Regions from separate parts of the Mus musculus genome. Here region 2 is linked to region 1. The links are chromatin contacts, called in public HiChIP or PLAC-seq maps. All regions are on one chromosome and are shown on one strand. Each heading gives the region's core, a stretch centred on a gene start, on an enhancer-like site or on the middle of the called end of the contact. The rest is flanking DNA. Distances are from core to core; before and after follow the strand shown. Region 1 holds the start of Lrrn4cl (LRRN4 C-terminal like). Region 2 overlaps Ahnak (AHNAK nucleoprotein (desmoyokin)).

The links. HiChIP or PLAC-seq counts read pairs in DNA pulled down with a chosen protein or histone mark.
Region 2: a contact with region 1 is called in an H3K4me3 HiChIP or PLAC-seq map of bone marrow-derived macrophages, with 2.5 times the contacts expected there. The contact joins the enhancer-like site here to the promoter of Lrrn4cl in region 1. A contact is called at or near these places in 14 of 39 promoter capture datasets (the 3T3-L1 cell line, the C10 cell line, the SN4741 cell line and 9 more), 3 of 15 datasets of contacts at CTCF or cohesin (the NIH/3T3 cell line, embryonic stem cells and large pre-B cells), 7 of 484 Hi-C or Micro-C datasets (the G1E-ER4 cell line, the N1E-115 cell line, embryonic stem cells and 1 more), 17 of 115 datasets of contacts at active chromatin or transcription factors (the NIH/3T3 cell line, T-cell acute lymphoblastic leukemia, bone marrow-derived dendritic cells and 7 more) and 4 of 9 other capture datasets (adipose tissue, liver, macrophages and 1 more).

What each region holds. Positions count from the first base shown.
Region 1 is chr19:8,849,178-8,852,968 of GRCm38.p6, forward strand. It overlaps Lrrn4cl (LRRN4 C-terminal like), which reads left to right and starts at 1,591. Exons shown (of 2, transcript NM_001013019.3): 1 at 1,591-1,935; 2 at 2,478-3,791. The coding sequence starts at 2,483. The coding sequence ends at 3,202.
Region 2 is chr19:8,996,105-8,999,895 of GRCm38.p6, forward strand. It overlaps Ahnak (AHNAK nucleoprotein (desmoyokin)), which reads left to right. Exons shown (of 5, transcript NM_009643.2): 2 at 3,558-3,668. Among named protein-coding and RNA genes, the nearest start is that of Ahnak, 8.7 kb to the left of the region's middle. Within about 2 kb of position 1,612, at least 163 of the 459 cell types and tissues checked have an H3K27ac peak or open chromatin away from gene starts, as enhancers often do. A contact at or near this core is called in the G1E-ER4 cell line, the N1E-115 cell line, the NIH/3T3 cell line and 8 more, where this site is marked.

The DNA of each region.
Region 1 (3,791 bases), core at 341-2,840:
ACATCTCTTTAGCCCCCCAGTGTGTTCCCATTTTAAGTGTTTTATTTTTTATTCTGTGCATGTGAGTTTGGGTACCACTGGAGGCTGGAAGGGGGCATTTAATCTCCCAGAACTGCAGATACATGGCTGTGAATAAGCCACTGTCTTAGGGTTCTATTGCTGTGATAAAACACCACAACCAAAAAGCAAGTTGGGGAGAAAAGGGTTTATTTGGCTTACACTTCCATATTGCTGTTCATCAAAGGAAATTAGGTCAGCAACCTGGGGGCAGGAGCTGATGCAGAGCCCATGGAGGGGTGCTGTTCCACTTAGCTTGCTCAGCCTGCTTTCTTATAGAACCAAAGATGACCAGCCCAGGGATGCCCCCATCCATGATGGGCTGGGCCCTCCACCACCAATCTCTAGTTAAGAAAATACCTTACAGCCAGATGTTGTGGAGCTTGTCTCAAGATTTCTCCCTTTTAGATGACTAGTTTGTGTGTCAACTTGACATAAGACCAGCCCACACAGCCACCATCTAGTGCTAAGATTTGAAATTGGAAGACTGGCCAATACTCTTTTTTTTTTTTTTTTTAAATATATAAGCCCACGGGGCCATTTTTTTTAAATTTTATTATTATATGTAAGTACACTGTAGCTGTCTTCAGACACACCAGAAGAGGGAGTCAGATCTTGTTACGGATGGCTGTGAGCCACCATGTGGTTGCTGGGATTCGAACTCTGGACCTTCGGAAGAGCAGTCGGGTGCTCTTACCCACTGAGCCATCTCACCAGCCCCCTGGCCAATACTCTTAACTACTAAGCCATCTCTCTAGCCCTGTACTGCTTTTGTTTTGTTTTGTTTTGTTTTGAAGATAGGGTTTCTCTGTGTAGCCTTGGCTGTCCTGAAACTCACTTTGTAGACCAGGCTGGCCTCGAACTCAGAAATCCGCCTGCCTCTGCCTCCCGAGTACTGGGATTAAAGGCATGAGCCATCACGCCAGGCTGTTTTCTTCCTTTTTTATTATTAAGTTTTAAACATTCTTAGAGGCTGGCCTCAAACCTTTAGCAACTCTTCTGCCACAGATCCCAAGTACTGAATTACAAGCGTTATGGCTTTGGCTTATTTTCTGAGGTAGGGTCTCACTATGTTACGCAGGCTGTTTCCTAGTGATCGTCCTCAGCCTCCCTAGTGCTAAGAAATTCAGGCATGCACCACCACACTCAATGTAGCTCTTTCCGTCCATAACCTGGGGAAGAAACCCTGTCCTGGCCAGTAAGAGGCATCCTGCTCTAGCATGTGATTCTCATCTCCCTCAGGGGAGGGGGTCAGAGGAGGGCGTGCCCGGAGAGCATCACTCTGGACTTTACACCCCTCCCTTTTCTGTCCATTGGGAGGCAGAAGACAGGAAATGACTGCCATGAACGCGGAAGGATTTTTACCAAAACAGCTTTTTGTAATTTAGGCCCCAAGCCATCCACAGATGTTTTCCTGTCTGATACCAGCCAGGTGCCCTCCCTCCCTCCCTCCTCCGATAATACTCCTCTCCCCATCCTTTCACATGACTGCAGCCTTTGGATTCTCAGTTCCTGGCTGCTTTCCACATTTCATTCCTCTGTCAGAACCCAGGCATCCTGGCCTCCAGCTGAAACCGCTGCATGTGGCTTCCCCTCTCCCTGGCCCCGTGACTCAGTCCCTCTGAGGGAACCAGCCCTCTTCTTGGCACACAGGGGCTAGGTGATGACATCAGAGTTGAGGAGTATAAAAGTTCTCAACCAAAATAGAATTGAAGATACAACCTGACAGTGGCCTCTCCGCCTGATAGCCACGGATATCTGGGGGCAAACCCTCACTGTGACGAGGCCTACCCACTGGTGAGGGGCTACTGTGGGTCCCGGGAAGAGGGTGCACAGAGAGAAGTCTGAATTGCCTGAGCGGGATTTGTACAAATGCAGGTAGGGAGGGAGGACTCCAGTGCCCACCGCCGCCCTTTCTTCCTTCATCTCCTGCCTTCTCTCTGGATTTTTGTAAATCTTACTAAGCATTGCTCTAGATTGGTTATTTCTCAGGATGGCTGTGGACTCAGTCCACCTTTCTTCCCCAAACTGAATAAATCCTTTCCTCTACCTCTTTCCCCAGCACTTTTGTTTATCCATTAGATGCCTGCTTCTAGCACTTTGCACGGTGCTTCCCAAACATCTCTCTCTCCTGTGGGGCCGTATTTCATTATTTTTATCCCAAACAAAGCAGTCATTTGTGATGTTAATAATTCTAATGATTTGGAGGTGTAGACAGAGTTGAAGGGCAGCCTTAGACCAGCCAAAAATCCAGAACACTGGCTTCTGAAAAGCCAGTTGACAATGACTGTATGTCTCAGCCCACCTCTTTCGGTCTTGATTCTATGTTGTACTTTTCACATAGTGTACTTTTCACATACTTCACATAGCCCTGGAAGACAGGGCTGACAGCATTTACCCATTCACTCTTTCTCTTCCAGACTCCATGTTGGGCTCTCTTTCCCTTCTGTGGCTGGCAGCCATGACCACCTCCTTGGTTTCCCAACCTCAGATCTTGACCCTGGAAGACTACCAGGAAGGGGAAGAGGATGATGTGACAGTAGCTACACCTTCCTTAGCTGTCCGTTGCGACTATGACCGTTGCCGCCACCTGCAGGTGTCCTGCCAGGAGCTGCAGAAGGTTGGGCCAGTAGCCTGCCTGTGCCCAGGGCTCTCCAGGGAAGATCAACAGCCAGAGCCTCCTCGCCTGGGAGAAGTGCAAATAATGGCTGAAGAAGGCTACGCAGTGGTTCACTGGTGTGCTCCCTTCTCTCCAGTCAGCCACTACTGGCTTCTGCTTTGGGAAAGCAACGGGGCTCCACAGAAGAGTGCCCCTCTCAATGCTACAGTTCGAAGAGCAGAGCTGAAGGGACTAAAGCCTGGGGTTGCTTATGTCCTTTGCGTGGTGGCTGCTAATGACGCAGGTGAGAGCAATGTTCCTGGGGCAGAAGTCGAGGGTCCTGAGAACTGGACTGGCCCTTCCTTTGGGCCCTGTCGCAAGTTTATCATGCCGCCTAAGCCTGTTACCCTGGTCTATGCAGCCGTGGGAGTGGGCACAGCCTTAGCTCTGCTGAGCTGTGCAGCCCTGGTTTGGCATTTCTGCCTTCGTGAGCGATGGGGTTGCCCCCGACGTCAAGGTATGGCCCAAGCGTCAGAAGCTCTCTGACAGGAGTCCCCTCGACTACAAACAACTCATCTGGAGAGCCCAACCCACTCCCAGGAGGAGTGTGGGGCTTGTTGCCACCTGGCAACCAGAGGCACAGCCAAGCCAGAGCGGAAGCCCAGGCAATTAGCCTCAGCACTGAGGGCTTGGTTAGTCCCTAACTGGTCACTATGTTCCTTCCCTGTTGGGGGTTAGAAAAAGTAGCAATTATTCCTTGGAGGTCTGATGAAAATGATTTAAGCTTTATGGGTTTGAAGGGGTAAAATTACAGACATTATACATGAACTTATATATAGCCAGTTAAAATGGAGCTATTTAAAGGCCTGGCATGGTGGTTTACAATTTTAGTCTCCAGCACCCTGGAAGCAGAGGCAGGCGGATCTGAGTTTCCAAAGCAGCCTGATCTACATAGAAAGATTCCAGGCCAACCCAGATAATATAGTGAGACCCTGTCTCAAAAAGAGTAAAACAGAAGCAAAACAAACAAAAGGTGGGGCGGGATAGAGAGATTGTTCAGCAGTTAAGAATACTGGCTATTTTTCCAGAGGACAGAATTTTATTCCTAGCATCCACATGGCAGCTCACAACCATC
Region 2 (3,791 bases), core at 362-2,861, 150 kb after region 1:
GGACTGGAGCTAGCAGACCTGAATTCTCTAGGTCTAACCCTTCCTATTCTAGCCTCTGTGTATCTTCCTTTCCCTGTATGTGAGCAGCGGCCATGCTGTCCTCTAGGATGCTACTGGAGGGGAGATTTTGCATACCCTTGCTGTCTAAATATGGCAGTGACTGTTAGGCACCTGTAATGTGACTGTAATGGTATTACATTTTTAACTTTGAGCCAGGCATAGCAGAATACCTTTGTAACCTCAGAACTGGGAAGGTTGGAGGCATGAGGATCAAGAAGTTCTCAGCTACAAAGCTGAGGTCAGCTTGGACAATATGAGTCCCTGTCTCAAAAAGCTAAAGACCAAAACAAAAGACCCCACAGGGCTAGAGAGATGGCTTGGTGGTTAAGAGTGAGTACTATTCTTTTAGAGGACCCAAGTTTGGGACCCATGTTGAGCCTCTAACAACCACCTCTAATTCCAGCGCCAAGGGAACTCAACATTCCTGGCCTCAGGGGAACTTGCAGTCACGTACACATATGCACATATATACAAACACACACAGTTAAAATGAGTTTACATGGTAATTTATGTATATACGTGTAAGCCTGTGAGTGTGCGCCACATATGTAGAGGGATACATGGAAGCTAGAGGGCGTGGGATTCCCTGGAGCTGGAGTTGTAGGTGGTTGTGAGTCAACTGACTTGGCTGCTGGGCGCTGAACTCAGGTTCTGGGGAAGAGCAGCAAGCATTCTTTACCACTGAGTTATTTCTCATCTTCTTTTCCCCATGTAGTGTGTGTGTGTAACCATGGTAATTTAATTACTTGCCTAAAATGATTTTAGTTTTGGCTTTTGGAGACAGGCGCTCATGTAGCCCAGGCTGGCACTGAACTTGTGCTGTAGTTCAGGCCACCCTTAAACTCTTGATCTCCTGGCTTTCCCTCTTGAGTGATGAGATTATAGGTGTGTACTACCATGCTAGGCTAATCCATTTAAATTTAAACAGCTACATGTGGCTACCATGGTAGCAGCTCACATTTGACTCTTTTCAAGCCCCAAAGGCTTGTGATGAGTGACTGAATTGTGAAGAATTCTCCCAACCTTCAAAGATCTTTTTGATTTACCTGGAGGCCCGACTTAACCTTTATGGGAGGAGAGGGAGGAACATCTGGGCTGGCTACAGGCTCCATTAGTGGAGGACAGACCAAGAGCTGCTGCCCAGATGCAGAAAACAAAGTTTGTTGCCACCATGGCCTCCCATCTCTCGTATGCGTCACCATGGCTTTCAGGACCATGCATGTTGAGAAGGGAGTCCTTCTTGGCCAGTGGCACAGTAGACAGGTGCTTGGCAGACCCACTTGGGTAGGGCCAACCTGTGGCATGAGTCCGGTGGTTCCTTTTTGCTGTGGTTGAGAGCTTTTCAACCTCTTTCAACTTCGCTCATTAACCTACTGAGTGACACATACAGCAAGTCCAGGTTGGTCCTCAGTGCTTTCGGCATCTAAGGACCCTTGTTCCAGGGCTCAATCGGGAGAAGGAAAACTGTGGGAAGTGTACTTGGGTGCCTGGCCTAGGAGGTATTGCATTGACTAGGCTCTAGGCGTGACCCTATGCATGTCTGGAGCTGTTGCTGCAGACTGCAGTGACTCACTGTGGAAGGAGGCAGGGTGGGGCCACCATGTGGGTGAGAGTGAGCTGGCTCTCTTTCTCCTCTGCTGGCTCAGCACCAGGATGTTTGGCAGAGCAAGGGGCCCTGCACAAGGAGGAAGGCGGGGACTAGGAAACTTGAAGGGTGGGTGGCTTCAGTTCTTAGGTGTTTGAGCTTGAGACTTTTACTTTCCTGTTTCTGCTGGGATTCTGACTTCTAGTCTGGCTTCTCAGTGTTGGTCCAGGGTAGGGCAGACAAGCCAGTGCCAGTTTCAAGTTGCAAAGAGTCAGTGTGGCTTTACTCTTAAAGTAGCCTCTTTTGCCTGCTGGGAAGGGAGGGGGTGTTTCCCTAGCTCAAACCTGCACCAGCAGGCTTCTCTCTTGTTTTCTCTTACTCTCTAGCCAGCACCTGTGTTGTTAAGTAGGCCCATGATAAACACTGTGTTTATGAGTTTGTCAAGTTTGAGAACAGGTGTGGTGATCTAGGTTGTTGGATGTTTGTTTGTTTGTTTGTTTTGGTTTTGGTTTGTGTGTGTTTATCTTTTGTTGGTTTCTGCCTGAGACTGGACCTGCTGAGTGCCATGGGTTTCTAAAGGCTACTGTTCCATCCTGGAGGTTCGCTCCAGCACCTTGGAAGCCTCATTTATATTTCATTCCCCGAGATGCCTCTTAAGACTTCTGGAACATTGTGGAGCCCAGTTAGCCACACCCAGAGTCCCTTGTTTATCATTTGTATGGAGATGGGACTCAAGTGTTTTAAATTTCCATATCTGGCATAGGGAGTGCGTTTAATAAAGGTCTAGAGGATGCATGAGTGTTGGGAGGTAACGACCTCATGCAGTGTACAATTAAGTGCTGGGCTGGGCTGATTTCCTTTGCAGCATCTAGTATAGACTCGGACATGCAGGAGGTGATCGGGATACATGTATTTATGATTGGTTGACTAATTTCTGGATGTAAACAGTTTCAGGGTGGGGCTTTGGGCGAGGCTCACCACAATTTATAGAGTCCTTCACACAATTTCACAGGTATGCTTTTAGACGACTGCCAGTGGTATTTTGTGTGGGTGGCTGTAGCTCATTGCCATATTCACCATTCTGCTGGGTGCTTTCCCAGGGCACCTCTGCAGCCGATAGCTCATCCTATGGCAAGGAGGAACACCTTCACCTATAGTGTCTATCTTAGGGTCCACTGTGGGCATCCATATTGCCTTGACTAACTAGGGGCCCAAGCAAGGCTTTTGGCTTTGGGAACCTAGTGGGGATGGGATTGTCTTTGTCTAGGCCACTACCAGGAGCATGGCTATGGAACTTCCAGCGGGTAAGGGGTCCTTTTGGTCCTGGGGGCCTGGCTACAGATAGTAAGCTGAGTCACTGTCACTGGGGTGGATGCCACCATCCATGCTTAGAGAACAGTCTCACATGAGTGAAGAGGTATAGACTGAAGTTGGCATAGCGGAAAGACCCGTAGAAATATATGTGTCATCACCCTCTTTATGTGCACTCCAGGCAAATGGGCTTTTCAGAGTCTCAGCCTCTGCTTGTGACTGTAGGACCAGTTATTCTAGAGACTGATGAACATGAGCGTTTTGTGGAGCCTTCGTGGAGCTGCTGCTGTCTTATATTTCATCAGTCTGCATGGAACTCTTACTATTTCCATGTTCACAGACAAAGAAACATAGGTTCAGAGAGGTTAAGTGTCCTTGGCAGGAGTCCGATAGCTGGGAGGACGCAGATGTTAGAAACCTATTCCACTTTCCTTTAACCTCATTTTCTGTAGCAATGGGCTTCAGAGTCATGTAGTTACTAAGTGTAGTGGGGACCAGAGTTTTGGCCTGCCCTGGGGTTCAGTATTCATCTGTCATTTGGGTGGTAGCTCACTGAGTTTTGAGAGGATGGGGGTGAATATCATGGTGAAATTTTTCCTAGGTTGTGTGACCAAGATTCGCAAAGAAAGAGAGAGAGAGACCGATACAGAAAGAGAAGAAGGAGGGGCGGGCTCCTGGCAAGGCGTTTGCTCCTGAGCAGAGTCCTGCAAAGGTTAGTAAGTGGAATGGTGCAGAGGAATGGAGGATAGGATCGGGCATGCTGGACACTTGGTGTACCATTTGGACCTGTGCCATGGGTGGATCGAAGGGCAGGTTTCCCCCTTTCTGTCTTTAT